Regions from separate parts of the Mus musculus genome. Here regions 2, 3, 4, 5, 6 and 7 are each linked to region 1. Evidence: chromatin contacts called from public ChIA-PET, HiCAR-type and HiChIP or PLAC-seq data. All regions are on one chromosome and are shown on one strand. Each heading gives the region's core, a stretch centred on a gene start, on an enhancer-like site or on the middle of the called end of the contact. The rest is flanking DNA. Distances are from core to core; before and after follow the strand shown. Region 1 holds the start of Csrp1 (cysteine and glycine-rich protein 1). Region 2 holds the start of Inava (innate immunity activator). Region 3 holds the start of Elf3 (E74-like factor 3). Region 4 holds the start of Rnpep (arginyl aminopeptidase (aminopeptidase B)). Region 5 holds the start of Timm17a (translocase of inner mitochondrial membrane 17a). Region 6 holds the start of Kif21b (kinesin family member 21B). Region 7 holds the start of Shisa4 (shisa family member 4).

Evidence for each region. ChIA-PET counts read pairs in DNA pulled down with a chosen protein or histone mark. HiCAR-type assays count read pairs that join an accessible place to other places. HiChIP or PLAC-seq counts read pairs in DNA pulled down with a chosen protein or histone mark.
Region 2: a contact with region 1 is called in an HNF4G HiChIP or PLAC-seq map of pancreatic cancer cells. The contact joins the promoter of Inava here to the promoter of Csrp1 in region 1. A contact is called at or near these places in 2 of 115 datasets of contacts at active chromatin or transcription factors (extraembryonic endoderm stem cells and pancreatic cancer cells).
Region 3: an HNF4G HiChIP or PLAC-seq map of pancreatic cancer cells shows a contact between it and region 1. The contact joins the promoter of Elf3 here to the promoter of Csrp1 in region 1. A contact is called at or near these places in 2 of 115 datasets of contacts at active chromatin or transcription factors (embryonic stem cells and pancreatic cancer cells).
Region 4: an RNA polymerase II ChIA-PET map of memory CD8 T cells shows a contact between it and region 1, with 5 read pairs. The contact joins the promoter of Rnpep here to the promoter of Csrp1 in region 1. A contact is called at or near these places in 2 of 115 datasets of contacts at active chromatin or transcription factors (memory CD8 T cells and pancreatic cancer cells) and 1 of 9 other capture datasets (adipose tissue).
Region 5: a contact with region 1 is called in an RNA polymerase II ChIA-PET map of memory CD8 T cells, with 8 read pairs. The contact joins the promoter of Timm17a here to the promoter of Csrp1 in region 1. A contact is called at or near these places in 3 of 115 datasets of contacts at active chromatin or transcription factors (embryonic stem cells, memory CD8 T cells and pancreatic cancer cells).
Region 6: a FOXA1 HiChIP or PLAC-seq map of pancreatic cancer cells shows a contact between it and region 1. The contact joins the promoter of Kif21b here to the promoter of Csrp1 in region 1. A contact is called at or near these places in 1 of 39 promoter capture datasets (pre-B cells) and 2 of 115 datasets of contacts at active chromatin or transcription factors (memory CD8 T cells and pancreatic cancer cells).
Region 7: a contact with region 1 is called in a HiCAR-type map of astrocytes, with 5 times the contacts expected there. The contact joins the promoter of Shisa4 here to the promoter of Csrp1 in region 1. A contact is called at or near these places in 6 of 39 promoter capture datasets (the 3T3-L1 cell line, embryonic stem cells, liver and 1 more), 4 of 115 datasets of contacts at active chromatin or transcription factors (astrocytes, embryonic stem cells and pancreatic cancer cells) and 2 of 9 other capture datasets (adipose tissue and liver).

The regions. Positions count from the first base shown.
Region 1 is chr1:135,727,544-135,731,258 of GRCm38.p6, forward strand. Csrp1 (cysteine and glycine-rich protein 1) reads left to right here and starts at 1,624. Exons shown (of 6, transcript NM_007791.6): 1 at 1,624-1,731.
Region 2 is chr1:136,232,417-136,236,131 of GRCm38.p6, forward strand. It overlaps Inava (innate immunity activator), which reads right to left and starts at 1,864. Exons shown (of 10, transcript NM_028872.3): 1 at 1,487-1,864. The coding sequence starts at 1,689. It also overlaps the pseudogene Gm3878.
Region 3 is chr1:135,256,769-135,260,483 of GRCm38.p6, forward strand. Elf3 (E74-like factor 3) reads right to left here and starts at 1,704. Exons shown (of 9, transcript NM_007921.3): 1 at 1,581-1,704; 2 at 847-1,014; 3 at 237-458; 4 at 11-106. The coding sequence starts at 1,006.
Region 4 is chr1:135,282,479-135,286,193 of GRCm38.p6, forward strand. It overlaps Rnpep (arginyl aminopeptidase (aminopeptidase B)), which reads right to left and starts at 1,606. Exons shown (of 11, transcript NM_145417.3): 1 at 1,084-1,606. The coding sequence starts at 1,530.
Region 5 is chr1:135,311,650-135,315,364 of GRCm38.p6, forward strand. Timm17a (translocase of inner mitochondrial membrane 17a) reads right to left here and starts at 2,088. Exons shown (of 6, transcript NM_011590.2): 1 at 2,045-2,088. The coding sequence starts at 2,070.
Region 6 is chr1:136,129,512-136,133,226 of GRCm38.p6, forward strand. Kif21b (kinesin family member 21B) reads left to right here and starts at 1,879. Exons shown (of 35, transcript NM_001039472.2): 1 at 1,879-2,251. The coding sequence starts at 2,211. It overlaps Gm15850 (predicted gene 15850), which reads right to left and starts at 1,672. Exons shown (of 3, transcript NR_046170.1): 1 at 1,510-1,672.
Region 7 is chr1:135,373,148-135,376,862 of GRCm38.p6, forward strand. Shisa4 (shisa family member 4) reads right to left here and starts at 1,916. Exons shown (of 5, transcript NM_175259.4): 1 at 1,742-1,916; 2 at 1,231-1,402; 3 at 5-138. The coding sequence starts at 1,814.

The DNA of each region.
Region 1 (3,715 bases), core at 374-2,873:
TTGTGTTCTTGTCTCAGCTTCCAGAAGAGCTGGGATTGCAAGTCTAGTGCCACAGAATCAAGCCCCAGGGCTTTAAAGGAAGCCCACGAGGGTCTGAGCCCTGGAAGAGTGAAGGAGATAGCAAGCTGTACCTAGAGATACTTTTGAGATGGCCGCCTAACACATGTGACTGTTCCCCAATGAACATAGCACGCATCTCCTCTGCGAAAAGTGTGGCAGGCAGGAGAGGTCCAAACAGGCAAATCCACACAGCATGTGACATCATGCTGCAATTTGAGTGTGGCTTAGTTCCTGACACTGCCTGTGCTTGGTGAGAATAATGTAATTCAGCCAGCAATGATAATAATGATCCAACCTGCAGTGATGACGGCAGTCCTCAAGTCCTTTTGATCTTGTAATAGTAAAGAATAATGATGGTGGGAACTAGCTCTTTTAATCTTAACGTCACAGGGAAAACTCTGAGTTCAAGGCCATTCTGGTCTACATAGTGAGTTCCAGGCCAGCCAGGGATACACAGTGAGCCTCTGTCTCAAACAAAATAAAAACAAAAACAACTTTACAGAACACAACAAATAACAGTAATTATCCTATGAAATAGAAGAGGGCCTCCTTTGAGGCTCTAACACTCCCACCCATAGCCCCTGTTACTAGGAACATAGTTTTCCTTGCAGATTCTTCACTTCGTTAGGTCCCAAGGAAAGTGTTGTGCTTCTTGCTTGGAGCTGTTTGTACCCATAGTGAAAATGGGCTGGGCTGGAGACATGGCTCAGTGGTTAAGAGCACAGACTGCTCTTCCAGATGCCCTCTTCTGGTGTGTCTAAAGACAGCGACAATGTATCCACATACATGGAATAAATTAAAAAGAAGGAAAGAAAGAAAGTGGGCCTTCCGTTTTAAGTCCCAGGGGCATCAGTTCACCTCTAGGATTGGATTTCTGGACAGGCTGCTCTGCGGACTGGGAGCAGGTGGGCCCAGTAACACATATTGTTAATCACCCCAGAGGCAGTTTTCAGTGGCTTGAGACTGTGTTTGTCATTCTGTAGGTTAGCCCAGAGGAAGATCCACTCAGGAGCGGTAGAATGATCTCTTGTGGGTGGCAGGGAGATGGGGAAAGCAGAGGGACAAGAGCCCCTGGAGGAGGGCAGCTAGGCTAAGTGCTCCCGGGTGTTATAGTATCTCATCCCCCATCACATCTCGGTGGCACATAGCCCTTTTACTGATGAACCTAAAGCCAGCTGTCTGGCAGAAGTAAGTCACAGGAAGTGGGGCCTTGCTTGTCTTATTCTGGAGTGCAAGTTAGTCCCCTTAACATTGTGCCATCGGAACCCGAAAATTTAAGGACCTTCACTCTCTTCCCTAGGGGGCCCAAGTTTATCTTTAGTCTGATCTCACAGTTAGGTCTCCGCTTTCCCACATGGCAGACCAGGAACCTCTTAACCCCATCCCTCACCTCTGTGTAAAGATTTGCCCCCAGAGATCGCCATAGGGTGCAAAGAGAAGTCACGGCTGGGGCGGCAGCCACGCCCGGGCTCCCGACCCTAGGTTTTGGATGGGGGAGGGGACAGCTTCTCCGTGACATCAGCCCTGTTGTGGTGCAGTGTGCAAAGCCTACTGGTTGGCGTGGCGCGGGAAACGCCTTCCGGAGGGGGAAACAAAACGGCGCGCACTCCGGCGCAGCCAGTCACCGCTTCCCTGAGAGCTGTCGCCCGTGCGCCTCCCAGCAGCTGCCAGGTGAGTGTTACCCCGGGTGGTCCGCCTCGGGTCCCCGCAACTGCCGGAGCGCCTGGGTCGCACCCTGCGCCTATTGGTTTTTCCGGTCCTGTCGCAGCCCTGTCGCTTGCAAGAAAAGTTTGTAGGAAGAGTGATCCCAAGAGGGAGGTGGTGGGAAGTGGCTAGAGTTAGCTCGGCAGTGTTTCCCTTTCCTGAAAACTCTGGGTCCCTCCCCATCCCGGGGCTTCCAGGGCAGCTGACTTTCGCGTGCTCTAGACCCAGGGTGACCCTGCCCCCCACCGCCTGCAGGTCCTACAGAACAATCAGCGATTCTGTGGGCCACTGACACTCATTGTAAAGCTGAGGGATGAGGACATCCGTGCCACCCCTTTCCTCTCTCTCTTTTCCTGAGAGAAAGTGCCCGCGAGTGTGTGTGTGTGTGTGTGTGTGTGTGTGTGTGTGTGTGTGTGCATCTGGCTTGGTAGCCCCAGAGTGCAGGTATGAGTTTTCTTTTTTCCTGAAAGAACCAGATGGAAAAGAAAGTCTTGGTGGCAGGTGAGGACTACTGAGATCTCAAAGAGCCAGCAGGGGAGTAGAAAGGGCCTGAGAGCGAGTTGCAGTGTCAGCCAACAAGCTGTTATCTATCTGACAGGTGTTTCATCCAAGTGGCACAGGTCTGGGTCTATTCTGCATGTGCTGCTGTGATCCGTCAGAGCAAGGGTCTAGACTGGGAGCAAGTACTTGATGTCAGGACCATCCCACCCACTTGTCCCACCCACTTCTTACCTCCTGTGGTGCATGAATGGACGGGCCTCCCCACCTTGACAGGACACTGTAATGGGACACCATCACTGCATGCAAGCGGTTCACTTGCCTTTGGTGGGACATTTATCATGAGACTCTGGAATCTTGGTGACAGGGTTTCTGAAAGGCAAGCAGACTGAGTTTTGACTCAGATTTGACACTTAATACACGGATGACCTCGAACAAGTGACACAGCTCAGTTTTCTTCTGGGCCAGTACTTTTTGGAGCACATATTACACACACACACACACACACACACACACACACACACACACACACACACACACACCCTGGCATCCTGCAGAAGCTCAGAGGACTGGGGCTGTTAGTACAGTTGTCTCTGAGCTAGGTTGGGGATTTCCTTCAGGACTGGGCCCTAGGGCTTCCTCCCTGCCTTCTGATCCTCTCACCAGGCCTCTGCTTAGGAAGCCAGGCCTCTGTGTTGGGGAGAGGCTGGTCTGGGCACTGCCTAAGCCTCATTGGAGAATCCAGCTTGTCACTGCACAGAGAGACCCTTTGCCTTGGCAAGGATATCCGGGGTGGGACGGTCTGTCAGGGAAGTAAGTTTATCCTGCAGAGGGTGTGGTGTTGGCCTGAGGAGGTAGAGAGGAGAGCCATGCCCAAGGCTCAAATGCCGAGGGATTTGGGAGATTGTAGGAGAGAAACTGAAGGGCAGGTCTCCTGCTCTGTGATTACCTGCAGAGAAAATGTGAAAAAGCTGCCTCTGGCCTGCCCTAGCACCGGTCCAGGTGTTGTCTTTTGTAATTCACAGACTCCAGAACCAGTCTAGTCCTTCCTGGGTCAGAGTTGCAGGCTGAGAGGGTAATGTTTGCACTCGATCCATGGTAAATCAACACTGGGTGATTGAAGGTGGCTATGGTGGCACGTGACTGTAATCTGGCACTTGGGAGATGGTGGTGGGAGGATCACAAATTGGAGTCTAGCCTGAGCTAATATCTTAAAAAAAAAAAAAAGACAACAACCAGTCAAGAATCGAACACTGAGTGGATGAGTGGAGTCGTAAATAATCACCAACCTGTTTTTCCATGACTTCAGTGTTTACAGGTTTTTATTCACTGTGGGTCTCCTGGTGGAGAAAGCGAGTTGGGGAAGAAGTCTTCTGGTGAGCCCCAAGGTTCATTTATGCAAGCAGGGCTCACTGGGCAAGGTTGACTTGCTAGAAGCCTGAAGGAGGCATGG
Region 2 (3,715 bases), core at 614-3,113, 510 kb after region 1:
CTGTACACACCGGGACATACATTCTTTAAACTGTCTTCCAGGAAAAGCCTCCAGGCTCTCAATAATGATTCTCAGCGCTTGAAAACCAGCTTTTCAAGAACAGTCTTGAGCAGAAGCCAGGTCACTGATATCACAAACCCAAACCCCTCTAGCAGAACATAACACCCCCCCAATACACACACACACACACACACACACACACAGCCCACCCCAAGAAATAGGCAACCTGCAAAGAGGCAAGCCCCGGAGCCAATCAGCAGCTTCCTCACTCTTCGATGCCCACCTACCAGGGAGGAAGGCTTACCCTCCGGGCCTCCTGCAGGAGGCTGTGCAATGAAGCTTTTTTCTTCTTCTTCTTTTTTTTTTCCTCTCGTTTTGCAGAAACTCAGCACTGGCAGTGCCTTCCATTGAAGATGGGCATCAATCCGTTGCTCAGCAATAGATTTACAGACCAACCTGCTTGCACTGAACCAAGTCCAAACTCGGCATCCCCCCAATCCACTAGAATCTAGGGTTTGGAATTAGGCTGACCTAACTAACAGTCCTCCTGCCAAGATGGATGTTATCGGAAGACACCATCAAGGGATAGGTGGGCACTCTCCAGAGGAAGCTTAAAACTAACTTGGAACTCAGCACCCATTTTCCCTGATCCCAGGTCCCAGAGCCACTGGCTACGAGGACAGGCGAGGAAGTGAGATTTTCTAGCACCGGAATCCCATCTAGGTGGAAGACAAGCCCTTTCCACGACAGCCATCTCTTCAAAACCTTTCGTGTCCAAACTCTTTCACAGACCTGTAACCAAACATACTCCGCTCTCTCCGCTGCCCCCGAAGTTTCTGTGATACTTTAGGAGTCAAAGTTTTTAAAACCAAGTCCTTCAACCTGACCACATCACCCCAACAGCACCCAGCAAAGCACAACCACCAGCATTCCCACAATTACTTAGTGCATTAACAAATCAATGACCAGCCGCGGAGCTCGGGAAATAGTCGGGGACTCTCTGGGCAGGAGGGGTGGAAGAATATCTGTTTTCTTTCTCCACTCCTCTCTGGCCACTAGGAAAGGTATTCACCTCAACTAAGCCAGGGTGGAGAACTAGGGGTAACAGAAGATGCACCCTGAAATCAAACCTCTAAGGCTCTCTGTAAAAAGCCCCTTTGTCCTGTCCCCCCCAGCCCCTCCCCCACCGCGCCCTCTCCTTCTAGGCCGGCCTGGGACTCCGGCTCCTTTTGTTTGCCTGCTTTCTGCCTTCTCGGAACCTGGCCAGGAGAGCCACCGGCCGGGGGAGTGAGTCGAAGGAGAAAGGTTGGCCGTTGGAAACAGCTTTGGGGTAGAAATTCGGGAATGCTCGACCCCTTGGTAAAATTACCCCCTTTCCCTGCAAGACTGCCTCTGCAGAGGATGAAGACCGAGGTTCAGGAGCTCGATTTCCCCCCCCCCCCCCCCCCAGTTCTCCCGCGCTCCGTTCACTAAGTTTCCGCCTTACCTGTCCCACCGAGCTCTGGCGCCTCGCGCCTGCCCCCGCGCCCCCCGCGCCGGTCGCGCAGCTTCAGGACCTGTTGGTCCCGCCCATCTTCCCTCTCCCCAAGGCTCCCCCGGGCCTCCCCTCCCCGGAGGTATTTCATTTAACTTCGGCATTTGCAGCATCCCAAATGTTAAAGATCCCAAGACATCTGTCCCCTGGGGCATACCAAAGGCCCAGTGAAGAGAGGGGAAGATGCTAGAAGGGATTCGAGATTCTGAACCCAGAGACGGGGCGGGGCCTCACGTTGGGTTGGGGCAATGCCAGCCCAAGTGTGCATCCTGCGGCAGCAACAGCGCGAGGGGCGACGCTGCTCCCTGTCTCCCGCATTCACGCAGCCTCGTGGTGTGACACCCCCTACAAGGCCGGTTTCTGAAATCTGGGCGGGGCGAGGCTCGACTAGAGGTCCTAGGGGCCGCCTTTCATCCCCTCTCTCTGGCCCGGCTGGGGGCAGTTTTCATTCCGGAGACCCAAGCGTGGAAGAATGAAAGGAGACGGCACGCCCCTCCCCCTCCTCGCCTATCCTTTCTGGCGGCCGGGACTGCGGCGCGATCGAACCCTGGTCGCCTCCCCTCCGTAGTTCCCAGCCCTGTCCCTTTTGGGGGCAGCGGGCAGAACTCCGGCTTTGGCGGCAAGGCACACACTCCTGGGCAGCGCCTCCTGCTGCTTGCGACGAGCCCACGAAACCATCCATTCATTCAAACTCGCGCTTTCCCCTTTTTCCGTTGGTTCTGTTTACATTGGTACTGTCCTTGCCAGGGCCAAGCATGGCAGTTCAAAGTTCAGACTCCTTTACTAGGAGGGTTCTTAAGTCCAGATCAAGCTGGTATACGTTTGAAGACCAAAAACCAACGGATAGTGGAGGTTGAACCAGGCTGAGGGTCCCCAAAGCCTGGCCAGAGGAGTGTGCTCTCTAAAGAGGAACCTTTGACAGGCAGGATGTACAAGACATCTTGGCAAGGGAACACAGCAGGACCTACGAGCTGTAGGGGATTTAAGATAGAGGTGGGGAGGGGAAGTTACAAGACAGTTACAAGAGTAACTTGTGCACTGGAAGAAAGAACAATCAGACTTTTCTGAGTCTATTGTATACTGGTTCTGAATTGACACTGATCCCAAGAAACACTGTGGCCCTCCAGTTAAAGTAGGGGCTTATGGAGGACAGGTGATTAATGAAGATTTGGCTGATGTCCAACTCACAGTAGGTCCCCAAACTCATCCTGTGGTCATTTCCCCAGTTCCAGAAATGTATAATTGGGATAGATACACAATACTTAGAAGTTGGCAAAATTCTCACATGGGTTCCCTGACCTGTGGAGTGAGGGCTGTTATGATTTGAAAAGCTGAAATGGAAGCCTTTAGAGTTGCCTCTGCCTAAGAAAATAGTGAATCAAAAACAGTATCGTATCTCTGGAGGAACTCTAGAAATCAGTGCCACCATCAAGGACTTGAAAGAGGCAGGGGTGGTGGCTCCCACTGCATCTCCCATTAATTCTCCCATCTGGCCAGTGCATAAGACAGATGGGCTGTGGAGAATGACAGTTGACTATTGGAAACCAAATCAGTTAGCAACTCCAACTGCAGCGGCTGTACCAGACAGTGTACTTGCTTGAGCAAATTCAGATATTTTCTGGTACCTGGTATGCAGCTATTGATCTAGCAAATACCTTCTTCTTAGTACCTGTCCATACGGACCACTAGAAGCTATTTGATTTCAGTTGGCAAGGCCAGCAAGTTTTGCTTCAAGGATATATTAACTCTCTTGCCCTGTGTCATAACTTAGAAGGTATCTCGATCGTCCGTCTCTTCTACAAAATATCACACTAGTGCACTATATTGATGACTCTATGCTGATTGGAGCAGGAGGTAGCAACCGCTTTGGATTCATTGGCCACACATATGGATATCAGAAGATGGGAGATAAATCTGGCCAAAATTCTAGGATTGTTTACCTCGGTAAAATTCCTAGGAGTCCAGTGGCGTGGGGCATGCAGAGGTATTCCTTCTAAAGTGAAGTTATTGAACCTGGGCCCTCCCACCACCAAAAAAGAAGCACATTTAATGGGTCTATTTGGATTCTGGAGACAGCACCTTTCTCACTTGAATGCATCACACAGGCCCGTTTACCAAGTGATTTGCAAAGCTGCTAGCTTTGTGAGGGGCCTGGAACAGGAGAAGGCTCTTTAACAGATC
Region 3 (3,715 bases), core at 454-2,953, 470 kb before region 1:
GGGTTCTCACCAAAGGGGCCCGAGTCGCCTAGGCTCTCTTGGAAGGACATGCCATCCTTCTCCAGCAGCTCGATGATCCAGCTGAGTTCATCAGAAGAGTTGGAGGCTGGCGGAGGCAGGGAGGGAGAGCGTCACTGACCATGGTTCCGGCAGGGGCTCGATGGCTGCACCCTCCTGCCCAAGTCCCAGCCACCTCGCTCACTCTCTAGGCCCTGTGGCTCCCAGCCTAGACTTACTGAGGTCCCGAAGCTGGGCATGGAGCTGGTCTCCCAGAGGTCCAAAGACTAGCCGCAGCTCCTCCAGCGCACAGCTGCAGAGGGTGGCTCCGTCCATGTCGCAGCGGGAGAAGTCGATGGAGCTGGCGTCATACTTGTTCTTCTCCACTTGGTAGCTGATCCACTCCAGAACCTGGGTCTTCGACCAGAACTGGGGCCGCTCGCTAGTCCAGCTTGCCTTCTCTGCAAGGTGGAGTACAGCCAGAGGATCAGTCCTGTCCCTTTGGGATCTTGTCTGAGGTCCTACACAACCCGAGGAGGGGCGGAGAGGGACAGATACATATCCACAATCACAACATGGCTAGTTCTCAAGTTCATCCTCCCTTAATCTGTCACCACAGTTCTTATATTCCCACCACCTCAGCCACTACAGTCTTCTCGGGACTAGGAACACAGTCTAGCATAAATAAGGTCTTGTTTGGGTTCTTTCCCCAGTACTACACAAACATATGAATGAATAAATCCTCCCCAGCCACTAACTCCAGGATACCCTTCCTCCCTGTCCATTTATCATCTAAGAGCCTCTCAGATCATTGGTGTCCTGTCTGTAAAGATTTTACACAGCACTCACCTGGACCTTCCAGTGTCATCTGTTGGTTGTTCAGGGTCAACACCAAGTCTTCAGTGCCAAAGGTAGTCGGAGGAGCAGGAGCCAGGGTGGGGTCTTCTGAGCTGTACATGGCGTTGAAGTAGTTACTAAAAACGTTGCTGATCTCACAGGTGGCAGCCATGAGGGCCCCTGGGAAGAGGAGACAAGGTGGGGAGGGTACAGGTCAGGGTACACTTCCATTTCTGTCTGGCAAAGCCTGGGCAGCAACAGCCGAGAGGCAGGAAGTTCAGTGTTGCTGTAGACATTCTCTCTTCAACACCCCCCCCCTCCACCACACACACACAAACACACACACACCACCACCACCACCACCACCACCACCACCACCACCACCATCACCACCAAGAGCCAGCTACTTGGGGAAGCTGAGGTTGGATGCTCTCTTGAGCCTAGAAGGGTCAGGCCAGCTGGCGCCAAACTGGGAAATTCGGCTCCGAAAAATAAAAATAATCTCAAAGCGGGTGGGACCATGATACAAATTCTTCTGGGGCTCTCTCCACAAATCACGTGGGCTCCTGAACCAAAGAAGCCACCCTGTCCCTCCAAGACACCGATCTGGTCTCTGACCAGTCCCAGAATACACCCACAGTAGCCCCAACACTCCAGCTAGGAACCTCCAAGCCTGAGTGATTAAGTTCAGAACTGTAAATCCACTGGACGGTTCCTGAAGCCAGAGTTAGGGAATGTGACCGTACCGAGGTGTGTCAGGGTTCGGTGTGGCAGGCGGGTGAGCAGGCTTCTGAGGCCACAGGAAGGGAAGAAATCTAAGCGGTCGAAGGCTCCGCAGGTAGCAGTGATGAGTGTGGCCAGGGCGCTGCCCCCACCCGCTCTAAATAGAGCAAAGCAGGAGCTCCTCCCCTCCAGGTCTTCGGCGTACGTCCCCGGTTGTAACCTGAGCTGGTGGCTCATTGGATGCTGGGGATTTCCTGGCCTTCAGACTGGGCTCCCTGTCCCAGGTGATTTGCATATTCCGTGCCACTTGGCCCAGATCCTAGCAGGCGGTGCTGGGAAATCAGGCCTGGCTGGTTTAATGATTGTCAGAATCTGTCATTCCGCACCCTCTGGGGTTGGGCCCTGGGTACTGAACTGGGCAGGTGGCGGGAACATTGCAGGGGTGGGCATCTGTGCCTTAGGCTGCCCTCTGGCCCTGGAAATTCTTCCTGGGGGCCTGGCCAGGGCTGAACTGGGGAGGAGAAAGCAAGGCAAGGAATCTGAACCGGTGGCTGGGTCAAGACTGATGCTTCCAACTGTCTAGAGGTCTAGAGACAAGAAGGGCCTGGTGAAAGTTACCGAGGCTAAGGGGTTTCCTCCACAACACCCAGAAGCTGGGATTCTGAAAGCGGCTAGGCAACACACTGGGCAACATTCACGGTCCAGTGGTGGTTTGGGTCTGATAGTCTGTCTAGTCAGCTACAGAGACCATTTGCTGGCACTTTGCCTGTCTGGAGCCCACCCAAACGCGATGGTTGCTGAAGCGGTAGAGATCAGACACTACTTCAAGTCTTCCCTTGGTGCCTGTGGCGCTCTCCTCGCCTAGGGTCGGCTGGCGGTGCTGTTTGGTTTATCCGCGAGTCTGGTCTGCTCCTGATTACCCTTCTCTCCGCCCACTCCATTAGTATCTGCCTGCTGCCCTCTAGTGGTCAGAAGCCCAACATTTGAGTCATTACAAAGACAAACAGGATGCACATGTTAATTTACTGTTTACCGGGGCCCTTAAAAAACAAAAACAAATTGGGGTGGAGGAGGGCAGCGCACATCTTTAATCCCAGCACTCCTGAAGTAGAGGTAGAAGGATTTCTGAGTTCGAGGCCAGCCTTGTCTACAGAGTGAGTTCCAGGACAGCCAGGGCTACACAGAGAAACTCTGTCTTGAAAAACTAAAACTACAGAACAAAATCCCTCTGGAGATGCAGGAAATTGAACCCAGAGCTTCTTATGCAAGCATTCTACAAATGGGTTCTAGTCCCAGGATTCTGTTCATTTTTGAAACTTTGTCTAGCTACATATACCAGGCTGGCCTCAAACTCAAGAGACAGGCTCTAGAGATGGGTTAAAGGGTAACTACCCAGACCAACACCAGAAACCTTTTTAATATAACTATCCTCATCCAAAAACATCCAATAAGCAATGTGGGGCTGCTGAGATAGCTCAGTGGATAAGGATACCTGCTGCTAAGGATGCTATGGATGGACCCGTGTTCCATCCATACATGATAAAAGGAGAAAACTGACTCCTGTAATGTGGTACTCTGACCTTTATGTGCAAGTGTACACACACATACACACTAAACAAACAAGATATACACACACACACACACATATACACACACACATGTTTGCATCTTTTTTGAGACATGGTCTTTACATAGTTCTAGCTATCCTGGGACTTACTATGTGGCTAGCCTCCAACTCAGAACTCTACCTACCTCTGCCTCCCCAGTACTGGGATTAAAGGCACGCCCACTATGCCTGGCTGTAAGCATGGTTTTAAAAATATTTTTAAAAAGCACTGTTGGACACATGTGGAGATGCATCCCTTTAATCTCTCAACTCCCAAGGCAAGTGGACCTCTGCGAGCTGAAGGCCAAGCCTGGACTACATAGTGAGTTCTAGGTTATCAAGGGCTACATAGTAGTGAGACTCTTTCAAAAGAGAGAGAGAGAGAGAGAGTGAGAGAGAGAGAGAGAGAGAGAGAGAGAGAGAAGAAAAGAAATGATATATAGTTGTTGTCTTGATAAGTGGTTTGTTCAGGCTACCAAATTTGGAAAGTGACAAGCAGTTGTTGGTGCCTTTTCCCTCTGGCTACAACCATCCCACTCAGGGAATTTTTAA
Region 4 (3,715 bases), core at 356-2,855, 450 kb before region 1:
TCAAAATAGATTCTGTTGTTAACTTTGACAACTTTAGAGTATGCAAATTTAGGGAGGGTTTAATTTTCCAATCCTGTTTAATTTCTAGCTCCCACTGAAAATTAGGACTCAAAATATAGCAGAGGAACCAAAGATATTTCCCAATGTCCAGCTTCCGCCCAGGCACCGACGGGAACTTGGCTTTGCTTTTGGTGCTAGGTTAAACCATGGTGCTTTCAGTTTCCCAACAAGTTCTATCGCAAGGCTCGCTTATTCCTCCAATCAAAGGAGGAAGTCAAGTGCTCTTTGGGTCAGTAAAGGGGAACTGTTAGCTGGATAAGCAAGCTCCAATAGTCTGCCAACAGCTTTGGTGAACCTTGTAACCCAGCCTAAGGCTGTCACTCTTACAAATGTCCGCTATGAATAGTTACCTAAACTTCCAATATTCATCCAACTCTGAAAACCTTAAGACTTAAGAGCCAACCGTTATTGAGAAGGCTGAATTATTATAAAGTCTAGAGTACTCTAATTACACATTCCCATTTTTGCTCGGATTCTTTTAAGTCAATAGCAGGATTTCAAAGGAGGAAGTAAAAATGCTTCTCGGGCTGTTTTAACCTGTGCAACCAAAAGGGCTTGCTAGCACATGAAAGGACCCTGTCAGCATCCAGCTAATTAACCAACACTGTCCAGGCTCCAGCAAGGAGAATTATAAAACAAAACAAAAAGCAAAGTTTGCGAAGCAAGTTTCTCATCCTGAAAAGACAGAGGCTAGCGGACAAGTCGGTCCAGCACGTGTGTGTCAGAGGTGAGGCAGGGCAATCTAAGGCAAATAATCCCGACAGAGACCAGGAAGGCAGGAAGGAAGGACGGGTAGGAGGAACAAAGCACCGGCTGGAGAGGTTCGAGCCCAGGAATGGGGAGCACGGGGCAGGAATCCAAAGCCGGCTTCTGGGGAAGAGAGTAGGGGCACGGGGATCTCCCGCGGAAGCTGCGGAAGCAGAGCCAGATTTCCTGCTCTCCATCTCTGGGCTGCTTAGGAGCAGCAGGCTGGCCAAGGGGGCTGAGAGAGGCCGGTGGCCCGGGCGCCCCGCGCGCACTCACCCCGGGTCCCTCCCCGACGCGGTAGGTGAGCTCCAGCTCGAAGCGATCGGCGGCACCGCAGGGCTGCCGGAAGGCCACGCACAGGGCCTGGCCATAGTGCGAGAAGGGCTGTGTGTGGAAAGGCACGGGCTCTGCCGGCGCCTGCTGGTCTCCCGGCTGTCCCCGTCGCAGCGTCGCCGCCGTCACCTCCAAGCAGCTGTGCGAGTCGAGCCGCAGCTCCGAGGCGCCCTCGGGAAGCAAACAACGCAGCTCCAGCGTCGCCGTGCCGCTCAATCCGCGGCTTCCCGGACCCGGGCCCGGAGGCCCGAACTCGGCCCGCAGGTCCAGGTGCAGGTGCAGGATCTCGAAGGCGCGGAAGCTGGAGGCCGAGGCCACGTCCACGGCTTGGGCCGAGTGCAGTGGCCGCCGGGCGGCCGCGCTGTAGTTGCCTGGTCCGCCGCTCTCCATGGCTCCTGAGCGGTTGCTCACCCGCCAGGAAGGTCGGTCGCTCCTCGGGTCTTGGCAGGCTCCGCCTCGAGGCGACGCGCCACCATGCGCCCCGCCCTCCGAGGAATTCGGGCGGCCACAGCCCCTAACCCCCTGGGGCTGTCCCCTCCCTTGTGGCACACAACCCCTCTTCCTGCTTCACACAGGTTCCTGTGCTACCCTGAGACCGAAGTAGGTGGTGTGGTGGGTCACCCTAGTTCCAGGTCACCCTTGAGGATTCCCCATCTTCTAAGCAGTCTGCAAGATGCAGGGGACCAGAACCTGGATTGAAAGGCTCTGGGTTTGAAATTTCACTCACTCTCTCCACTAGGCCAGTCATTAGGACATGTGTGACATCTTGAATGAATTGTAAAACAGGAGTTGTAATGCTGTTCTTCCGTCAAGGAAGATGTCTAGCGTGCTTAGTAAATAGCCACACACACACACACACACACACACACACACACACACACACACAAACCCCCGCAACCCCAGGCACACAGATCTTTAACGCTTTTGTGTCAGGACCAGAGACGTTTTGTGGTTGTTATATATCTATATGTTCCCACTCAACTTAAATTTAGTTGTTTCTATTTTTAATTTTTTCTTTTGAAAAAATATGGATGGGTGTTCTGCCCGCACGTATGCCTAGTGCCTGCAGATAGAGTCGGACCCCCTGGAACTGGAGTTACAGACCTTGTAAGTTGTCATTGGATGCTGGGAACCAAACCAGGTCCTCTACAAGAGCAGCCAAGGACTCTCAACCGCTGGGCCATCTCTCTACCCTCAAGTTAGATTTTTAAATGAGTTCATTAAGACTAGTTAAACTCCCTAGCTATTGAAATCATGCAACTTTAAAAAAAATTATTGTGTTACTATGTAGCCCAAGGTAGTCTCAAAATAGCCATCCTACATCAGCTTGAGGAGTTATGGGATTACACCCTTCCTAGATAATATTTGTTTATCAATGCTGGAGATCAAATGTAGGGCCTTAAGTACCCTAAACAAGCACTCTGCCTTTGAGCTACACCCTCATCCCTGCACGCATGGAAATGCTTAGTCGCCCATTGCATGTTCTTTGTATTTTCCTTGTGTGGCTCAGTTTGAGCTGGACACAGCGCTACATTTTGTTTCTCTTCTGTGACAGTGCCTTGCAGAGGCAACAAATGAAGAGATTAAGTGTAGCCATTTCCTAGGGATTGAAACTTTTCAGTCTTTTTTTTTTTTTTTTTTTTTTTTTTTTTGGTTTGTGGAGACAGGGTTTCTCTGTATAGCCCTGGCTGTCCTGGAACTCACTTTGTAGACCAGGCTGGCCTGGAACTCAGAAATTTGCCTGCCTCTGCCTCCCGAGTGCTAGGATTAAAGGTGTATGCCACCACACCCGGCACTTTTCAGTCTTAAAGAAGAAAGAAGGTCATACAATTTAGGTAGCTCAGAATGTGACAAGGTTCTCGAGGTTATAGAAATAGGGACTATGGGCTGGAGAGGTGGCTCAGTGGTTAAGAGCACTGACTGCTCTTCCAGAGGTCCTGAGTTCAATTCCCAGCAACCACATGGTGACTCACAACCATCAGTAATGGGATCCGATGCCCTCTTCTGGTGTGTCTGAAGACAGCTACAGTGTACTCATATAAATAAAATATATAAATCTTTAAAAAAAAAAAGAAAAGAAAGGAAAGGAAAAGAAATAGGGACCATGCAGGGACAGAGGACACTCTTTTTTTGTGGAGCTTTGGGTATGTTTCTTCAGTAGTCCAGAGTACCCCTAGCCATAGTGAACAGATATTTGTTCATGTCTTTGGAGGAGGAAAACAACAATTAAAGGTATATATCTCTATTATCTATCCAAAGACAAAACTTCCCCCAGGAACTGGTATAGAACCTAGAGACTCACATATGCTAGGCAAATGATTTACCACGGAACTATACCCCAGACCCCCACCCCCTTCTCATAAGACAAGGTCTCACTAATGCAGCCCTGGCTGGCCTAGACCTGCAGCCTCAGCCTCAGAGATCTATTTACCTCTGCCTCCTGACTGATGTGATTAAAGTCTTAACTCACCATGCATGAATCTGGGTTTTTCTTTTCTCCTTAACTTAATGCAGAAAAAAAATCATAGAAGCAGGGACATTCTAGTGACAACAGAGCACCTGTATTGGTAAAGTG
Region 5 (3,715 bases), core at 838-3,337, 420 kb before region 1:
ACTTGGGCTTATAAACAATTTTACAACGAAGTCTAAAGTTAGCAACAACAACAAGAAGTCGTTTGTAAGTAGTATGTCCATTAGAAGTAGAAGAAATTTCTCAGTGTGTCACACAGTCTCAAGAGATATGTACTTGGGAGAAAGAGACAGAGACCAGCCTAGGCTACATGGTAAAACTCTATCTTAACCCCCAAACTATGGTCCCTCCCTATAAAAGACAAGCGCTATAGTAAGCCAGCACCTGGTCCATCACTATAACAGTAGTATATTTTATTTATTTATTTATTTTGGGTTTTTTTTTTTTTTTTTTTTTTGAGACAGGGTTTCTCTGTGTAGTCCTGTTGTCCTGGAACTCACTCTGTAGACCAGGCTGGCCTTGAACTCAGAAATCCGCCTGCCTCTGCCTCCCAAGTGCTGGGATTAAAGGCGTGCGCCACCACCGCCCGGCAACAGTATGCTTTTAAACTTGCCATTATTGCTCACTAGAATCTAAATAATGACTAATTTCCCTTTAGAATTCATAATCTTCTAACTTGATAAAAAGACTGGGACTATCTCCTCTGTATTTTACAAATGAACGAAGGCTCACACAGAAGTTAAGTAGCCTGCCCCAGATGGAATAAATAACTAGAACAGCCAACTTAAGCACAAAAGTTGGTACTCCAACCCCCCGCAAACTCTGTCCACTCTATTTATAGATCCTAAAGCACTCCGAGAAAGCAACAAAGAAGTATTATGACAATGATTAAACCATCTACTGTTTCAGACAGCGCTGGCCTCAGAACACACCAAGAAAAAAAAGGAATGTCCAGTAACTTATCAAACATCAAGACATGGCCTTGCTATGTATCCTGGGCTAGCCTAGAACCTAAGTGCTGAGATTACCAGCATGCACAGTGCACTCTGATGAAAATATGTCTGACACAAGGTCTAACCCCAGCTGCCCTAGAACTTGCTATGGAGCCCAGGCTGTCCTTAAACTTGCTGGCTCTCCTGCTTCTACCTCATGAGGCCTGTGCCACCTGACCTGGGGAAAACTCAAATGTATCAAAATTACCCCTCCTGCTAATCTGTGTCATTATACGGCATCTAGTACCAATTTATACAGTCCAGCTAAACCCTGCATATCCAACCCCAACACATGGAGATAACCTCCTCTGAGGACAGAAGGCTGAAGCATACTTTTGGGAGTGCCACCAAATAATAATTTAAAATCCTGGGCAGACACACTATTTGAGGATAATACCCTGACGCTCATTACAAACAAAAACCCAGAATACCAAGATCTATTAGCTTGTGACACCTGAGGCTTTATTCAAACAACTGTTGAGACTCGACAGCTATTACATTAATTTACTGCAAACAGCTATGCCTGATTTACTCTTGTTTACACCTTGAGCCAAGCATACAGCCCTTACTTAATAAACACTTAATGAATTTATGTCTATTCATGGCTTTTCAGAGAACACACGCAGCTCATCTCTTCCTATTTTCCACATACTGATATATCTTTTTTCTTCGGGAATTCCACATAGGAAAGGCCGCTTCAGCCTACAAGGAGCTCATCCAGCCCCCTTGGATGTTGGGTGAAATTTGTGGTCTACTCATTTGAAATGCTTCATCGTGGGGACACTTAGTCCTCATAGGCATAAGGCCTCGGGTATGGCACTCGGAGATCTACATTCCCTTCGTCGAGGCAGAAACTGAGCAGAGCGAGGCTTAGGGACGTGTTCAAGGTCGCCTCAGCAGGCAGAAGGGATCATTATTGTCCCCGCACAAAGTCGACAGCACCTGCCATAGGGAGGAGGTTCCAAAGCTCCACCAAGCCCAGCACCGGACCTCCTCCCAATGCACCACAAGGTCACAGGGGTGCTGGGGTCCTGGCACACTGCGCTAAAAAGCCACCTTTGTCACGCTCATCCACACTACCCACAGCTGCCCAGATCTCGGCGCCGAGCCGCGCGGAGCTCCGCTTGCACCTCAGACTCCGACCACGGCGGATGGAGGAGGTAATTAAGGGACAAGGGCGGCGGCGGCAACTCACCACGGCTCTCTCGCGTATTCCTCCATCTTGGCTCCAACCCGCGCGAGAGTCTACGGCACGCTGGGCGGAAATTGATCCCCGCGACGGAAGTGATCCCAGGCGGAGGCGTGCTACTGGACGGGGATTGGAGCATCTCTTCCTGCCGCAGCCAATGGCAATCGGACTCCTTGTAGACCCGGAGCGTGGAGGCTCCCCGGCCAGGGCGTGGAGGTTCGGGGGTTCGGAGTACTGAGTGACAGAGTTCAGATCAGCCCCGTGGCCTGGGATAAACATTGATTGCCCTTTTTTTCGAGACAGAGTTTCTCTGCCCTGGAACTCGCTTATGTAGCCCAGTCTGGCTTCAAACTCAGATCAGCCAGCCTGTGCCTCCCGAGTGCTGGATTAAAGGTGTGTGTCACCACTATCCAGCCGCTATTTTTTAAAAAGTGCTTTTGCTGTCAGGTATTTATTAATAGTGCTACTTAATTTGCCGTGAACAGTGAATCTTTAATAAATATATGTAGCTCTTTTAGAGCAGATCTATATAGTCATAATGTCTGGAATGTAATAGATAACTTTTAAAATAAAGATTATTTTTATTAATTGATGTATGTACGGGATCTGGTGGGTGCATGGAGGTCTAAGGAGAGTCTACAGAACTGGAATTGTCAGGGCTGACAGCGAGTACTTTACCCACTGAGCCAATTTAGCAGCCCGAAAATAAGTGTTCATCTTATAGAGACAATTGGACCATTTCAGGAGCCATGGCCAATTTGAGACCATTGATTTTGGGGGTCGTTGGTGCCAGATCCTCTTCCATGCCTCCCCACAAAGGATAACCCAGAAAGCATGAGATATGTTTAGCCCAGAGAAAAGAGACTGAAAATAGGGCTATAGTCATACTTAAGTTGGTAAGTCAGATCCCCAGCATCATACACACACACACACACACACACACACACACACACACACACACACACACGGTTATGGTGGCACATATTGAAGTTCAGTGTTATATCCTCAGTTGCATTTAGAGTTCAAAGCCATCCTGAGATACTCCAGACTTCCCTTGTTAAAGAAGAAAAAGCTAAAAGTATGAAGTTTCACCAGCCTTATCAGGAAAACACAGTCACTGCCAGCTATAAAGGGAGTTCTTGTTCCATTCCACCTTAAAACAACAACAACGCCGGGCGTGGTGGCGGACGCCTTTATTCCCAGCACTTGGGAGGCAGAGGCAGGCAAATTTCTGAGTTCGAGGCCAGCCTGGTCTACAGAGTGAGTTCCAGGACAGCCAAGGCTACACAGAGAAACCCTGTCTCAAAAAAAAAAACAACAACAACAACAAAACAAAGCTAGATATTTGAGGCTAGACAGATGGCATAGCAATCAAGAGCCTGACTGTTCTAGAGGACTGGGGTTCAATTCCCAGCACAAATGGCAACTCACAATTGTCTGTTACTCCAGTTTCAGGGGATCTAACACCCTCTGCTGGCCTCTGCAGACACCAGGCCCACTTATGATACACAGATAATTCAGACAAAATACTCATGTTTTAATTATTTTTTTAAATATAGGTACTTATTTAATAGGAAAGCCAATGTAATAAGTAATAGACTGCAGTGACAAATGACATATTTTCCAGACTTTTTTTTGGGTGGGGGGGTGTTTCGAGACAGGGTTTCTCTGTGTAGC
Region 6 (3,715 bases), core at 629-3,128, 400 kb after region 1:
CAAACAGGAAGCTAGAGTTAAGTACCAAAGAAGTCCAGGGATGGGAGGGAGGGGGAACAGTTTAGGTAAAAACACATTATCTTTCAGGAGAGCTAAGCCTGTTGCTTGTGGCACCCCCGGGCAAAGCTGGGCCAATCCAGCTCCCTTCCCCACAGGCACGCCCTTAGAGGAATCCCTTAGAGGAATCGGGACGCCTAGAACCACTTGCAGAAGTCCAGATCTTCTGTGTGTTGCTTATGAGACTATTTCCCCACTTGCAAAATTGGGGGTAGGGGAGAAGGCTAGAACCTGGCTCATAAGGTTAGGAGAACAAACAAGAACAAAAGCACCAAGTACCTCCCCGTGTAAGCACCGCTCAGCTCTCCACATCCTCCTTTTGTTAGAAGACAGGGAGCAGCGTCCCAATTTCCCAACACTGTCTCTTGCTCTAAGGAATTTGATTCACTGGCTTTGGGTTTCAGATGCTAATATTAATAAAATATATAGGATCCCACCAGGACCCCTTACACACCACCATCACCACTACCTCTCTGGGGCTCTGGCTCTCCTCCTGTTTGCTACGAGGGTAGGAAGAATGAGCTGACCTAACTTTCACATTTTCCCTTAAAACTATTCCAAACAGGCACCTGGGTTCCCGAGTGGAGCAGTCACAGATGGGGGTGGGGAGTGGGGAATGATGGCACCAAGAAGTGGATCCTCAGGACCCTAACGTACATCCCAGCCAAGACGTCTCACAGGGTTTCATCATCTGAGGCTGATGCAAGAAGCTTGGAGCCAGACTCCCCTGCCTCCCCTCCCCCAGAGGTCTCCATCCACATCTTGAGCTGCAGCTGGGTCCTCCTCTTGGGCCTTTTCCAGAGGAAGGAGCTGGGTGAAGCCTGGGAAGGGAGGGCAGCTGGTGAGGGGCCCTGTGAATGGTCCTAATGTTGGTTGTTGGGGGGCAGGGAGAAGAGTGGGGCTGGGAGGGTGCAGGGGTGAACTGGAATGGGACTTGACTTCACATTACTGGTCTCCTTTCTCATAGCCCTGTGTTGAAAAGTCTCCTGGGCTAATCCTTTATATACATTTCTGATGGCAGCGCTGGCCTCCTTTGCCTTCTAGCTTCTCCCAGGTATCTGGAGTCAAGTGCTTCTTTGTTCCTACTACTTCCCAGGCAGATCTGGCCTCCCACATCGACTCCCCCACACACAACCCGCCCCCCCCCCCCACTGTCACAAAGAGTGTGAACCAGGCCCTGTGGGTCATAAAGGTTAGTGGGACCCTGGTTTAGTGAGGAGAACCTGAGCCAGTCAGCCATCAAAGCAAACTATGAGCTTAAAGATGTTGCAGAGTGGAGGTGGGGAAATTTACTTCCACATCAACAAGAATCCCCTTCAATAAAGGTTGGCGGATTTACCGAAATAAATGCAGAAGGGACACTTCGCTGACTCTTTCAAATTGCAAATTGCTCATCTCTATGAGATGCTTTGAGGTGCAGCACACCGCCCAGCCCAGAGACCAGGTTCTTACCCATGCCTAGCCACAGACTCGCTGTATGACCTTGGGGTGTTCCTCTTTGAGTCCCGTTCCTCATTTAGGAAAGGAAGATCCCACTGAGACTGAGGTACCATGACTTCGAGGGCCGTGGTTCCCGAATGGTCAACTTCCCAGGGACGAGTCCATCATGCCACTCCCGCTTTCACTCCCAAGCCCTCCAATCCTACCCCGCCCCTCCCAGCCACCCGATGGACGGGAGCCAAGAGGTCTCTTTAAAGGCTCAAGTCCCGCCTCTGCTGCTCGTTGGGGCCTTCTATTGGCGGCCTCTGGGAGGGGCGGGGCCCTGCGCGGCTCTGAGGGGCTGGGGGTGGGTCCTGAGGTGGCTCGGCCCCCGCCCCCTTTGTTCGCGCTGCGGCGGGAGGTGGCGGTCCGGGTGGGAGGTGTGTGCGCGCGCGTGTGCCGCGCTGTAGGGAGCTGCGGGTCTCACTGCCCGCTGTCAACGAGCTCAGCACCTCCGCGCGATGGCTGGAGGAGACGCATGGGACCAGCCCCGTGGGGCCGGCCGCGGCTGAGCCCCTCTGCCGCCTCCTGCGAGCATGTCACCTCCAGCCTACGAGGTCGCTTTCGCTAGCAGGGTCCCTGCCTCCGCCTTCTGCAGCCGCAGCCGCTGCCTGGAGCAGTGGCCCCCGGACCCCCGCCCCTGATCCGCGCCCAGACCCTGGTGCCGGAGGACCATGGCTGGCCAGGGCGACTGCTGCGTCAAAGTGGCCGTCAGGTAAGGGTCGATGGCGGGGAAGGGGCGTGCGAGGAGGGGTTCGAGCTTTGTCTCGCGTGTTCTCGGGCGGGGGGCGCGGGCACCGCTCGAGCTGGAGTCTGCAGTCCAGGAGGAGGGGCCGACGCGCGCTGGCCCGGCTGCCGCAGGGGAGCGGCGGCCCAGCGGACTGATGGAAGGTGGCTTTGTTTGGGTGGTAATTTCTGGCCCCTCTTGGGAGCACTTAATGATCAGAAAATCGAATAAACAAGGAAATCCGGTATTTCACACCCAGCTTTGGCCCAGGCCGGAGCGTCTGTGTGTTTCCTCTTGTCCTCCCCATGAGGCTGCTGTCTCATTCTGGGGTATAGGAGGGAATCCCCCCTCCCCCCATCTACCCCAGTTAGCCAGTTCTACGCTCTTGATCCAGCTCACCATCCTGGGAGCGGATACAACAGACAAAGATCGGTTGTGGGACCCATGAAAGGGTTGGAATGGTGCCTTGGCTTTCCACGGGGTGCCAATGGCTTTTGGAGAAAGCCCTGCTGGTCCTGCCCCAAGAGGAGATGGTGCTAGGGAGGAAGAAAAAGGTGTATCCGAGGGACTAATCCAGAAGGGGTGAAAGGGGTGACAGGACCCTAATGCTACATTCACAGGCACAAAGGTGAAACTGAGCAGGGGGGAAGGGCCCCTAGATTTATCTGGATTCCCATTCCCGATATCTGTAGGTATTAGAAGTAATCTGGCAGACATTAAGAGGAAAGAGGACGGGACTTAGTGGGTTCTTTTCCTAGGGGCACACAGGTGCAGGGACAGGAAATGCTACAAAGTTGAACTCTCTGTTCTTTGCAGAGAGTGAAGATGCCTCCCACCAGCTCTCCCGACTGTGTTTTGTGGTCTTCTCTTTAAGAAGAACATAGTGGGAGAGTAGCAATGTGAGTGAGCTGGTCACCAACTCACAGATGCACTGAGGAACATACATCTCTGGTTCTGGCCTTATAGAGTGGGGGAGGGGAGCAGTCAAATTCTAGGGTAGGTCCTTGAGACAAGTGTTCAAATCCCCTGGGTCAGAGATGACCCAGATTCCAGGGATCCTGGGAAGAAGCTCATAGACAAGATGAGAGAAATCGATGAGATAGGTTCTCTCTTCCTGCCCCAGAGCAGATGCCCACCCCCCAACTCTGTATAATCCAGAGAGAAGGCACGGAGGCTTAGTATATAATAGCTCAGGTGCTGAGGGAGGGAGATTGAGGGCTGCTGGTCCAGCAGCTCCTACAGCAGTCAGAACACCACCCGTGCACACACTCTGCCTGGCACTGAACAGCCTGAGACAAAGAGGAGCCCTGCAGGTGTCTGGTGGGCTGGTGGGGCGGAGCCAGGCTGCCACTGAAGCTGACATTGCAGCAGGAACCTTTGGAGGTCGAGGGAAGGGGAGCACGCATGGGCCGGGTGGGAGTGAGACATGTCAATATGGCATCTACAGCAGAT
Region 7 (3,715 bases), core at 666-3,165, 350 kb before region 1:
GTACCTTCAAACGTGCTCTGGAGCTGCTGGCGCCTTCGGTATAGGTAACAACAGGAACAGAGGAAGCAGCAGATGGTGGTGGCAACCACAGCAACAAAGAGGATTACAGCAGAGGCGATGCCTGCTATGGTCTTGGGACTTTAGACAAAAAACAGGTCCTCTCACCTTCCAACATTCATAAGAGGAACTCCTCACGGAGCTGACTCCAACTCTTGGCCAGCAGGGAGCCACAGCATGCTATGTCTTGGGGTTCCCTGTGGGATTAATTCTGCCCACCTTGTTAAGTAGCTCTAAGAGACCTCTACTTCCCAGGAGGCCATGCTGTCTGGGTAGCTGGCATGAGGCATGCTGGGATTTGTAGTGTGCCCACCTACCACTGCTTTTATATTGGTTAGGTTTAAAGTATGTTGGCCTCAATGGAGCCTTTGAAATAATGAAGGGCCATTATCATCAAATCTTACAAGAGCTTGCAATCCCCTTATATCAGTTTTATGTGTTTGCAGCTCCCTTTAAAAAGTTTGAAACCACTAATTTGGGGGCTGGGAGTGTAGCTTAAAGTAGCATGTTGGCCTGTTTGAGGGCCTACCCTTAGCCCTGGGCTGGATGGGGGAAGGATTAGCAAAACTTTTAATTTTGGCAACTGTTTCTTTTCTTTTCTTTTCTTTTCTTTTCTTTTCTTTTCTTTTCTTTTCTTTTCTTTTCTTATTTGTTTGTTTATTTATTTATTTATTTATTTATTTGGTGGTGTTATCGTTTTTGAGATAGTCTCACTTTGTAGCCCAGGCTGGTCTGGAACTCTTTAGTGATGATCTTCCCGCCTCAGCCTTCTGAGTGCTGGGATTACAGGTGCGAGCCACCAGGCCGGGCTAGCAACTTCCATATTATTTTAAAAGGTAGCGGTACTCTATAGAGGGCAAGCGCCTTAGCTGGATCACAGTGCACCAGCCTGGAAACAAAACCCAAGTCTTCCTGCCCTCTCACCAGAGCGTCTACCAAGGCACTCTGCTGTTTGAATGTTAGTGTTAACTCAGCACACTCCCTCCCAGGACCTGTCAGGATCCAGAAAGCCCCTGGAAACAGCCCAGGCAAGCCCATGGTAACTAACACCAACCACCCAGCTCTGTCACCATTTGGAGTCCTGGTGACTCCTGCAGTTAAGAATGTGGAGGTGGGCACTGGAGCCAGCAGGAGGCCTCCGGAGAGGGGGTGGAGTGGGAGTCCGCAGCCCACCTGAAGGCCAGGCAGTGTTTCTGCTGTCTCTCGGTGATGAGTAAGGTCAGGTCCCTGCAGCAGTACCGCTGGTAGCAGGTCCCGCAGCAGAAGGTGAAGAACTCGCAGTCAAATCCCGGATGCCAGGAGCCATTCCGGTCCAGATACCACAAGCAGTCCTCACTCGCCAGCGCTGCGGGCAGGGGTGGAGGTGCCCAGTGGACACCAGTCCAATTCAGTTCTAGCCACCCTCAATCTCACTGCCTTGACAAGCTGAAAGCTCACTTTTGTTTCTACCCTAAGCTAGAAGTCCTAGAAGCCCCTTTCTCCCTGAAGCTGAACCCCGCGCCTGGGGGTCAGGTTCCCGCTGCCTGACCTCTCAGCGCCCTTTCTTTCCTGCTCCGGGAACAACCGCAAGCATCTGGGGGGCATGGACACCCGGAAGATAGCCTCTGAGGACATGGCTGGTCCCTTTCACCTCTCCCTGATCTCGCCCCACCCCACCCATCTCGTGTCGCTCTCCATCCCTTACCCAGAGGAGCCCCAAGCACCAGCAGGACGACGGCTGCGAGCGGCGCGGTCCCGCGGGGCCCCGCGGGCGGCATGGCGAGAGGGGGCTGGGCGCGGCCAGGACGGCCTGGAAAAGGGGCCGCAGGACAAAGCTGGACGAAGCCGGCCGGCGGGAGCTGCAGCACCGCCCAGCCCGCGGCCAGGCTCTGGCTCCTCTCCCGCCTTCTTGGGGCGGGACTAACGCCCCGCCTGCAGTAACCCTGCCAGGGCCCCGCCCAGGGGTCTGCCCACCAGCGACGCCCACCCAGCCTCAGCACCGGCCTGGTACCCCTCACCCCAAGACACAGCCCTGCTCTCTCTGTCCACAACAGTGTGGTGACTCCTTTAGTCTGAGCCCTTAAGGGCACAGCCAACAGCTGGTCACTGCGGTCAGGGAGGCCTGGCAGTACCCTGTGCCCGCCTCTCTCCTGAGACCAATCATTATCCCAGACCCCAGAAACACTGATCCTGGTGCCACCTCCTAATGAACAGCTCATGGGCCAACTCTGGAGGGGCAGGGCCGCACCTTCCCTTGTGTGGGACCTCCTCTGCTCTGGTGTCCAGTCTTGGACGTCCTGCAGGGGGAGGATGGGGCAGCGTCACCCTGCCCCCATTCCTAGAAACAGGCATCCATTGAGAGGAAGTTCAGAGAAGCTTTGTCCCCATCGGTGCCCACAGGGCCTGGGCCCTGGCAGCTGCACTGGCTCCTGAGATGGCCCCTTCTCCCTCTGAATGGACAGCTCCAACTATAGCCTCACTCCTCACCGGTAGGGGTGGCCGCCGCCACTTGAGACACAGCCAGTTAAACACTTTACAGTGGAAACTCTTTTTCTTCATGGAGCAAGCCTGCAAAAAATACTACATAAGCTATCAGGGTCAACAGTTAGTTACAGGTGGAAAGTCTCAAAGAAGAAAGTCAATGTACCTTTACCAACTCGTGTGGAGTTGATGCAGGACTCAGCGTCAGAGCCTGGGGCTCCAACGAGCCAGGTTTAGACAATTACCCTCAATAGACAATTAAAATAACCAAATTAATAGTGAAATGTATTCAATATGGCCACACTGGAAAGAGGGTCATGGAGATCTAGTGATTCCTTTCCATGCCCTAGTCCTGTGGGTCTCAGCCTTCCTACTGTGGCAACCCTTTGACACAGTTCCTCAAACTGTGGTGACTCCCAACCATAATATTATTTTCATTGCTACTTCATAATTGTAATTTTGCTACTGTTATGAATGTAATGTAAATATCTGTTTTCTGATGGTCTTGGGCAACCCTTGTGTGAAAGGGTGCTTCTAACCCCAAGAGGGGTCTCGGCACAAAGATCCTAGTCCATCTCAAGTAAGGGCAAAGCTTAAATAGAGAGTAAGATATTTGACTAAGTGGTCCAGGCAAGATGTGATTCCCCTGCCCATTACTGCCTTGGCTCCTAGTTGCTCCTGCAAGGTTACTGACAAACTGTAAAGTCTTTCACCAGGAGATATGTGCCTTTTCTGTATGCCCCTGGGCCTTCACCAATTCCTCACCCAGCGGAAAGTTCCTGGGGTCCATTTCTTGGAGTCCATTCTTTCAATACTCTGACAGCTAAAGAGGAAGCAAAAGTCCCTAAGCATTCGTTCACTGCTGCCAGACAGACAGGTAGTTACAGAATGTGGAGTAGTCATGCTCCACCTGCATGCAGTTCCCTGACCAGGACTACCGATCAGCTGAGGCAGAGTAATGGCTACCTTAGTCTCCTGCCATGGACACTTAAGAAAATATTTTTTATGTGTCTGAGTATTTGCCTGCATGTGTGCATGTGTACTACACGCATGCCTGGTGCCCTTGAGGGTGTCTGATGCTCTGGAGCTAAACTTATGGGTAGTTGTGAACCATCCCATGGGCACTGGGAACCAAACCTGGGTCTTCCTTCAGCAAGGGCACCAAGTGCTCTGAACTGCCGAGTCGTCTTTGAAGCCC